2 separate regions of the Triticum aestivum genome follow, and region 2 is linked to region 1. Evidence: chromatin contacts called from public Hi-C data. All regions are on one chromosome and are shown on one strand. The core of a region is the stretch at or near the end of the contact, and the rest is flanking DNA. Distances in the headings are between cores, read along the strand shown.

What was found. Hi-C and Micro-C count contacts between places; a contact is called where the count stands out from the background.
Region 2: a contact with region 1 is called in a Hi-C map of an unstated tissue, with 6 times the contacts expected there. The contact joins the promoter of LOC123070661 here to the promoter of LOC123070659 in region 1. A contact is called at or near these places in 2 of 5 Hi-C or Micro-C datasets (leaf and an unstated tissue).

Annotation. Positions count from the first base shown.
Region 1 is chr3B:513,622,166-513,626,652 of IWGSC CS RefSeq v2.1, reverse strand. LOC123070659 reads right to left here and starts at 2,063. Exons shown (of 2, transcript XM_044493950.1): 1 at 1,592-2,063; 2 at 1,069-1,470. The coding sequence starts at 1,803. The coding sequence ends at 1,167.
Region 2 is chr3B:513,861,122-513,865,608 of IWGSC CS RefSeq v2.1, reverse strand. It overlaps LOC123070661 (endoribonuclease YBEY, chloroplastic), which reads left to right and starts at 1,827. Exons shown (of 12, transcript XM_044493952.1): 1 at 1,827-2,288; 2 at 3,047-3,298; 3 at 3,385-3,480; 4 at 3,609-3,777; 5 at 3,889-3,972; 6 at 4,074-4,174. The coding sequence starts at 1,926.

The DNA.
Region 1 (4,487 bases), core at 814-3,313:
TGTTTTTCCCACTGGGTTTTAAAGGAGTTTTCAATGGCATATCATATTGCACTCTTTTCCCTTATGAGTTTTATCTGATAGTTTCTCATAATGGTTTTTAATGAGGCAATATCCTCTCAAAGATGATATGTCATACTTCCTATTTTCCATACCGGGGTTTTTAAAGGAAGTACTCAAGACATATTAATTGTTCTCTAAAATCATCGATGGGTTTTCTCCTTCAAAGGTTTTTCTCATATGAGTTATCAAGAGACAATGATCATTATATGTTGCATCATTTTCTCCTTATTATTTTTCCCACTGGGTTTAAAGGAGTTTTAGCAACATATCTACACTATTCTTCTCATATTTTTCCCACAGGGTTTTTGGAGAAGACTTTAAAGACTATACGATGGATTTCTCAAGATGATGCAAGGAGCAGGCATTGTACAAGGGGGAGTGTTAGGAATAAAATTAATTAGGATTAATTGTAATTAGAACCGTCATTAGACGGTTGTGTGTGTCCACCGCCTCTCCTGCTCCGTGCGGACGCCTGTGCCCGCACGGACATGTCTCTTTGTAATTACCGCCTTAATTGGCGGCTGTTGGGAGGGTATATATACCCCAATCATCATTAATGAAATCCAGAGATTCATTCTCAGTCAGTTTCCTTTAATGAAATCCAGAAATCCAGAGGCGGGAGAGGCGTGCGCGCGGGCGCGGCGGGAGCGAGGGCACAAGCACGGCGAGGCGTCGAGCGCGACGGCGGGCATGCGGTCGCGACTGGAGCGGGGGCGTGCATGAGCAGGAGCGGCCACATATGCCGGCTACGTATTTGAAGAAATGACGAGGACGGACAGCTGGTGAAATGGGATAGCAGCGTTGGGTGCAGCGAGTTTGTCCGGCGTTTGTTTTCCTTATTTCTATCTCATACGGATAAAATCCAGACAAAATGGGTATAGATTTATGGCCGTGCGGTGGAGGGGGCACGCATCAATAGAAATGTTTGGTATACAACCGGTCTCTGTATTTACAGACTGAATCAATCAATGTCTTCCTGAAGAACATGAGAGAAGCAAAAGCCTCTTTACATTGACAGGCTAATACGCCCGCCAAGAAAAATCCTCAACAAGGAACAACGAAGAGGCGCGAGGCCAGCCATGGACAGACATTTGCAGCCGCGAGCCCTACTGATGGCACGCGCTCTTGTTGACAGGGATCGCGGGAGGCCTGTAGAGCATGTTGGCGCTGCTGGTCCGCGCCATCATCAGATTCGCGCAGGAGCTCGCAGAGTTCTGCTTGGCGATTCCTTTGCTGTTGTTAGAACCAGGTAAGGGGTAGGCTTTCTGGTTCCCATCCAGATCGATGTTGCTCCTGCACGACTTGATCTTCTTGTAGGGGCTCTTCTTGGGCAGGTCCTCCAGGCATCTCACCTCGGACATGCACGCGAACGACTGGGACTTTCCGTCGTAGTATTTCGACAACCCTTTCCTGCACAGAGAGAAGAGGAACATGGTCAGGGAAAACTTCCCTTTTGTTGCTGCACATACGTACTCCGTATGACGGTATGATGAACTTATGAAGGGAGGCATCGAGTTCATCAGAGACTTACTTGGCGGAGAGTTCGGCCTTCATGGACGACAGATCGTAGACGCTGTCAGAGTTGAGTCTCCGCACCGGCGGGGAAGCCGGCACAAACTGGTCCTCGCCGTCTGAGAACTGGGCCTCGTCGTCGGAGTCGCAGGAGAAGGAGGAGGAGGTCTCGAACAGGTCCTCGTCTTCCTGGTGCACCGGAAGGGCCTGAGAAACAGCAGATCTGTCCATGGCTGCGAGTTTCTTGTTTCTGCGATGAACCTCAAGGAGAAAGGCGAGGAAGGTATGCTTGCTGCTGTATATGGATGGATATATTCCTGCTCTTGTTCTTGCTGTTGCTGGCTGTGTTTCACGACCTTTACAATCTGGCAGGAGGGCGGGTATATATAGAGACGACGGGGATAACGCTGGGCGTCGTGGTAGTGCGCTTTGACTAATACTTCGAAACCGAACGCAATTTGCGCCAGTGACATCACCGTTCGTTTCCGGCGTGTTTACATTGCGCAAGTTAGGTTCGCTTGGACACCGATGACTTGGACCCCATGAGCACGGCTTATCATTTTCTTTTCAGAAATAAAAACGGAGTAGTATTGAAGTTTGTTGGCCACTCCCACCCACATGCCTTCGCTTTGGCGGATTCTGCCGCTGGTGCCGCCCCGATCCGATCTTATCTCCATCTCCTTAGTTTGTTCGCTGGTCGGTTTATTATATGATTATTATTATCCTTTTTGGGGAGTTGGTTTGCGAGGCTGACATCTCAGGCCATGCCATGTTGTGGTGGAGATGAGATGATGCTGCCTTGCAAGTCACCATGTCGATCTCGTTTTGAACGGAGCGCAGCCGGGACACGCGGCGCGCTGCCGCTGGGTTGCCCTTCTAATTGGGATTGGGAGCTGACTCGTCGGTGGCCCTGCTAAAACCTACTCCTACTGTACTATAGTACTATTGTACAGACTGTAGGAGGTGATACTGCATCGCTTTGAGGAGCTTGTGGCTCCAAATGACTCTTATCAAACGTGCCGGAAAATTGTACCGGCATATGCTTCGGAACCTCTATAATCGATCGGCTAGTTATAAACAAACACTGATGCCCCGCGATCCAGGCTATTCTGCAACAGTGCATTTGGAGCGATGGAGACGCCAAGTAAAATTTGCACGAGGTTTGAACTTGGAAAAAATCTGGTGGATCGAGCTGTAGAGAGTGAGTTCCACTGAAGGTTCTTCCTTGGTTGAAGGGACACTCCTTCTCTTCCCTTCACCTGTCGAAGAGACACGTGGTTTTTATCCTTAGGATTTACTCCTCCACAAATTCATCCTGTTGCGTCAGTCTTTGGTGCTGGAGCACCACATAATTTGACGTCTCGGCGGAAATGTGTAAAATGAGATTCCATGGATGGGCAGCTGAGAGTTTGGTGACGACACACACGTGTTTGGTTTTCCGCGTCGCATTTCTAGCGCACTATTCGTGTTCCCTTGGCTTCCATTGCACGGGATAAAAAGGCGGGAGCAGCGTCCGTGTAGAGTAGCTCTCGGGATAAAAGTGGCATTGTGCTTAACAACCATTTATGGTTTAAAAGACGCACGAGATAAATGGTGCGTCTCAACATCACCAGGAAGCACCACCAAGATGGACTGCATTATTGTGGCAAAAGAGAAGTAGACTCATCAACCTCCTGGCATCAGTTTCTTCAAGACCTGAATATGTAACCAGGAATTGTTGTACTGTAGAAACTACGGACTTGCATGGAGTATAGGCCTTCTTTGGTTCATAGGATAGGAATAATATAGAAATAGAAAAATCATAAAAAGTGAGATGACATGCATCTCAAATCCTATAAAGAAAGAGATGTCACTTGATGTATAGGATAGGATTTTTTTCATTGAGTCTAGGCTAATGTTTTTTTTCCTTTGAAATGTGAAGGATTGATTCTTATCCTAGGTAGGAATACGAATCCATTCCTATAAACCAAAGGACTTCAAAGGAATTTTTTCTACGAAATTCCTATCCTTTGCAATTCCTACAATATTCCTATGAACCAAAGAGGCCTTATTTGTATATAAGAAAAGAGACATGCACGGAGAATCAAGCTATGAACCAAGGACTGTAGCAATAGTAGCGAAAGTGATGAGCTGTGCGTAACTGGACATCCGCCCCGCGACCAGTCCAGGTGGAAGGCGCGTGTTCACCCACTGCAAAAGAACAAGGACAGCTCAGCTCACGCGCCTGCCATGGCACGAGCACCGGTGCGGTGCCGGGGACACGGCCGCTGGTTTGCTGGCCCAACCAGACCGTCGACAAGCTAGGGTGATGAAACGGTGTTTCTGTTCCCGTGTTCCCATGGCTCGCGGTGTCCACTCCCGCCGACGCAGATGCCCAGGCAGGCCAGGTGCGCCTGCGCCTAGGCTCTCTTTTACCCACTTTTTGTCTAGCCGGGACAATTACATGTCCTAATCCGTGGCACTATCCACTAGTTTTATTCAAGTAGGTTGTCTGCCAAGAATCTGTGCTCCCTAATCCTTATCCGTGGGCAGGTGGACTTGTTCAAGCTCGTGGTGCTGGACTAGAAGCTGTAGCTCCATAAATTTCAAAAGTCGCTTCGTGTGTGGCCTATGAGTCTACGAGTGGTGACGCATCCACCATGTCTCGCTCCGGGGCGAAATCCACGACTCGGGTTTTTGCGTGTTGGGAAACTCTCGGACACGTTCCGTAGTCCAATAGCGAGCGAGCTCGACTGGTACGCACGACCGTTCCACCCGGCCGCCTCTTTCCGTCGCGGGGAGTCAAATTTTCTGGAACGCGTCCACGGAGCCGGCCGCTCTGACCTGGCCTGGCCGGGTGGGGCGGGCGGCTCGCGCGCACAACATGGGGTCGGTCGACGCCTCCCGTTTTATCCACACTGGAAGGCGGTTGGAAC
Region 2 (4,487 bases), core at 578-3,077, 240 kb before region 1:
ATAATGATTTTCTCTACATGCAGCCGACAGTTGTCAAGTCGGACGGTTGCCAAGACAGCGTGGGGAAGCAGAGACGCCCACATCCCATCAAGTGCCGTGCGTTGACTCGGTCCGCAGGCGATTGGGGCCCGCGGTGTTCCGCACTTGCCCTTTTGGCTTCGCCTCGAAGCCAAGTGCGAGCGCGCCTTGGGCCCGGGGGCTTCTGTCGGCGTTCAAGGAACCAGAGTACCCAAACTTGCTTGCCTGCGGCGCACGGTGTGGCTCCATCAACGGCCTGGTACGGCCCATCTTCAACCACGACAAGACAAGACCCTCGCGAGGGGCCAAGCCTCGCGAGGCGGACGACATCAAGACCTCCCAAAGGAGCGGCCTCCTCAGGCAGCCTCCGGAGGAGCGGAGATTTCTATGCAAGCCCTCGCCTCATGAGGCTGAAATGACATCAGCCATGACGACCAAGGCCAGGCGCGCGCCAGCGAGCGCAGAGCGGCAGGTTTCCTCTTTGGTGCAAAGGAGGCAAGCGTAGGTGCGGAGTCCCAAGGAATCAACCAAAGGTTGTCGTTTACGTGCAACGAGACCAGGGCCGCCAAAACGGTAGGATGGATGTCATCGTCGAGCCCACCACGACGTCATGATCAGAAGCTTTGCAGGCGAAGACCACCTTTCGTCAGGATCAAGTGTACTACTTGTCCCCTTTCAAAATTGGCCGTTGTGGGATCCTTTCCCGCCTAAGTTTTGGCGAAGAGGACCAGAGCCACTACAAATATAGCCTAGCCACCACCGTAGAAAGGGGATCGAAGGATCGATCATCGAGCCCTTGAGAGACAAAACCCCAAGAGCTCATCACAAGAACAAGCCTCGTGAGGTTGTTCTTCCCCTTGTACTAGTTCATCCTCAGCCCCCCGTGAGGCTAATCCACCACAAAGCAGGAGTAGTTTTTTACACCGCAAGGTGGCCCGGACCTGGGTAAACTGCTGTGTCCTTTTCCTTCCTGTTCATCGAGCTAGGTCGTGAGAGCAGCGAGTCGATCGGCTTGAGAGGTTGAGTTCTTCGCGCACGCCCCTGAGTTCGAACCCTTCTTAGGTCCGCGGAGCCCGAAATCCGACATCCCCCCACGGTTGTTAAAAAAGAAAAGGGAAGATGCCCGTTGATGAGTTCACTAGGGGATCGGAGTCAAAGATTTTGGTTCCCCCTCTATCGCAGCCCCACAACTAATGAACTAGGTTGCCGTGTTAGTGGACGACACCTTCCATGTGTAGGATGGGATAGCGACACCGGGTATGATCCCGAGGAGACACGACTGTAGTATTATTTCGTAGCTTACCATTCTTATCCCACCGTAATGATGCGCTTGAAGCGAACATTCACGCATTGATGCAAGGCATGGTGTTGGTTCTGCAATACTTTGCATCGTTCAGTTAAACTCTTCAAAGACTTTGCCGACATTATATGGCACTGCTCAGCTCGCTCAACCTATGAACACCTGGTTGCTAAGATTAAATCGTTGATGTTGGACTAGAGTTATTCCACACAAGATTAGACAGGAGCAAAATAGGGTAACAGATTGACACGCGTTATATAGTTGAACCGAGTGTAGCATTGTTGTATGACTGCAGAGAGGGCCACCTTGTATTGATGAACTTCTACCTCTCGGCTGTAACCCTATAATTTTGAAATAAACTCATTTTCGCCTAGAAAAAAAAACATCTTCCACAAAGGCACAAACTTCTACTACATGCAGCAAGGTGCGAAAATGCAATTACAACCTACTTTTTTTGGGGGGGGGGGGGGGGGGTGTTGTTCAATTACAACCTACTTGTAGTACAAAGCGGACGAGCCAAACTAAAACCAACGAAGGAAACCACAAAACCCCTCCCTTTCGGCTCGTCTTCCATCTCTCCGCCGCCGGCCGCCGCGCGAGCGCGACCATGGCGCGCATCGTATCGCGGGCCCTTCCGTTCGCCTCGCGCTCGCACCTCCATCTCTCCCCGCCCCTCCGCGGCGCGGCGCTGCTCAGCTCCACGCCGCTCCTCCCTGCGGCGGCGTCCACGGCCTCCCTGCTCTCCTGGCGGGGGTTCACACCCACCCCCGAGCCCTCCCGCTTCGCGCAGCCTTTCGCTGGATTCCTCGCTGGCATACGCGGCTTCCGAAGGGCGCGGCGCGGGCAGGCGGCGGCGAAGCGAGAGCCGCGGCAGGACCCTACTCCCCCGCCCCCGCCCAAGGAGAGCGAGATAGAGCTCTGCGCCCGCATCAGCGTCGAGGATGATTTGCCCGACGACGTCGAAGTGCTGGTACACATTCCATTTAGTCAAACCTCGCTGTGTCGCGGCTAGCTACTACTGCTTTAAAAAGCGTCATAGGAAATTCAGATGAAAATGATGGCAAAAGTTGTATTGTGTGCAGCACTACTCGGATGATGTATCATCAAGCGTTACTCTGATATTTCTAAACGATATATAAACTCTTAGGGATGCAAATTTGTGGCGTACAGTGTACCCTGTGACCCACCTCAGTTCAAGCAAATGAACTAAATTTTCAAAAATGATGTGAGTTCTGAAAATTTAGTTCATTTAGTTGTACTAGAGAGGGTCAGAGAATACCCTAAGGCCTTGTTCGGTTAATCCCCACCACAAGGGGATTGGAGAGGATTGGAGGGGTTTGATGTGGATTTTGACTAGCTGGGGATTTAATCCCTGCCAATCTGCTCCAAACCCCTTGAAACCCTGTGGAACTGAACAAGGCCTAAAGGGTACTCATTTGCTCCCCTGTAAACTCTGGACTGTTGGTATTGTGATAGAAGTCATGTAGTATCGTTTCAAACTGGTCGTGATTGCCATTTACCAATAGAAAGTAGCACCTAGTGGTTCAGGGAGCTCTATTACTGGTAATCTAGGTGCACTACTGCACTTATGTACAACTGGAGTTCTGGGATGATTTTCTCTCTCGATAGTTTATTTCCCTCACGGTGATTTATTATGTTCAGTTGTTCACATTTGCAATTGGTTGGGTGAGTGTTTGTTGATCTTTGTTTTCCTTAATGTGTATGCAGAACGTTATAGAAATCATGAAATTAAATGTTCCTATGGCGATGAAAATTGCGCTAGATGGACTTCTGGAGTATAACTACAAAACACGAGACACTTCAATAAGTGACGTTGGGAAGTATGAAAAGGTTGAGGTTTCTGTGCTGCTATGCAACGACAACTTCATCCAGAATCTTAACAAAGAATGGAGAGGCGAGGACTGCGCTACTGATATGCTCTCAGTGTCACAGTTCATTCCCGATCTGGATGTTCCTACTGTAAGAACAAATCAGCATTTGATTTCTTTCTTTCCGTTTGTACCTTTAGCCTTACCTCTCTCTCCCACTGTATTTTCTTATTGCAGCTTATGTTGGGTGATATAGTAATATCGGTGGAAACAGCTGCAAGGCAAGCTGAGGCGAAAGGTCATACCCTTCTCGATGAACTGCGGACACTAGTGGTATGTTCCCTTGCGATTGTTATACGACCCCGCCCCCCTGTTTGAACTTTGGAGTGGTTTATGTTAATTGCTGCACATAATATTATTTATTATGCATAAAATGATAATCTCCTTCTATTCTGTACTAGGTTCGTGGCCTGTTACGTCTTCTGGGTTTTGACCGTCAGATTAGTGATGAGGCTGCAATGGAAATGGAGAAGGAGGAGCTGCTCATTTTAAAAAGTCTAAGGTGGAAATGGAAAGGTCTTGCTAAGAACGCTCCTGATTTGAGCAAGCCTCACACAGAAACATTGGGTGGTATGTTCTTTTGGCATATCCGTAATTACTCTCCTTGTTATCCGTGTCTTGAAATGCATATCACTCATATGATGATGTAATCTGGTTATTGCTGTGTAAGAATGTTTACAGGACAAGTAACGAACAGTCTAAAGAGAGCTGGCAGCCTAAGATTTTATAGACCAAAATTCAAGTATATTTTCTGTGATATGGATGGTACATCCCTTATCCGTTGCTTGTTGCTCATATTTGATATTTTCACTCTAGAATCTAATTATATTTACATGGTTTTTGATAGTGTTCTTTTGTGTGACTAGGTACATTGCTCAACAGTAAAAGTCAAGTAACAGCAAGGAATGCAGAAGCTCTAAAGGAAGCTAGGTCAAGAGGAGTAAACATAGTTATTGCCACAGGAAAGGTATTACAAGTTTTCCCTTGCTGTTCGACAAATGACTAATTGTTCCTAGAAGAGAAGTATTATATACTCCCTCCGTTCATAAATAAGTGACGTGGTTTTGATTCAAATTTGAACTAAAACCACATCACTTATTTATGAACGGAGGTAGTACCATTTAAGACAGTAGATTGTCTCAGTACATGTTAGATTATCAAGATGCCAAATTGATTGATCTTTCTAGAGATTGGAGATAGTGAGGCCCTCTCTTAGCTGAGGCCCAGTTTGGGTATCTGTTATATTTTTCTGAACCAGAATGTACCAGTGATGAAGTTTA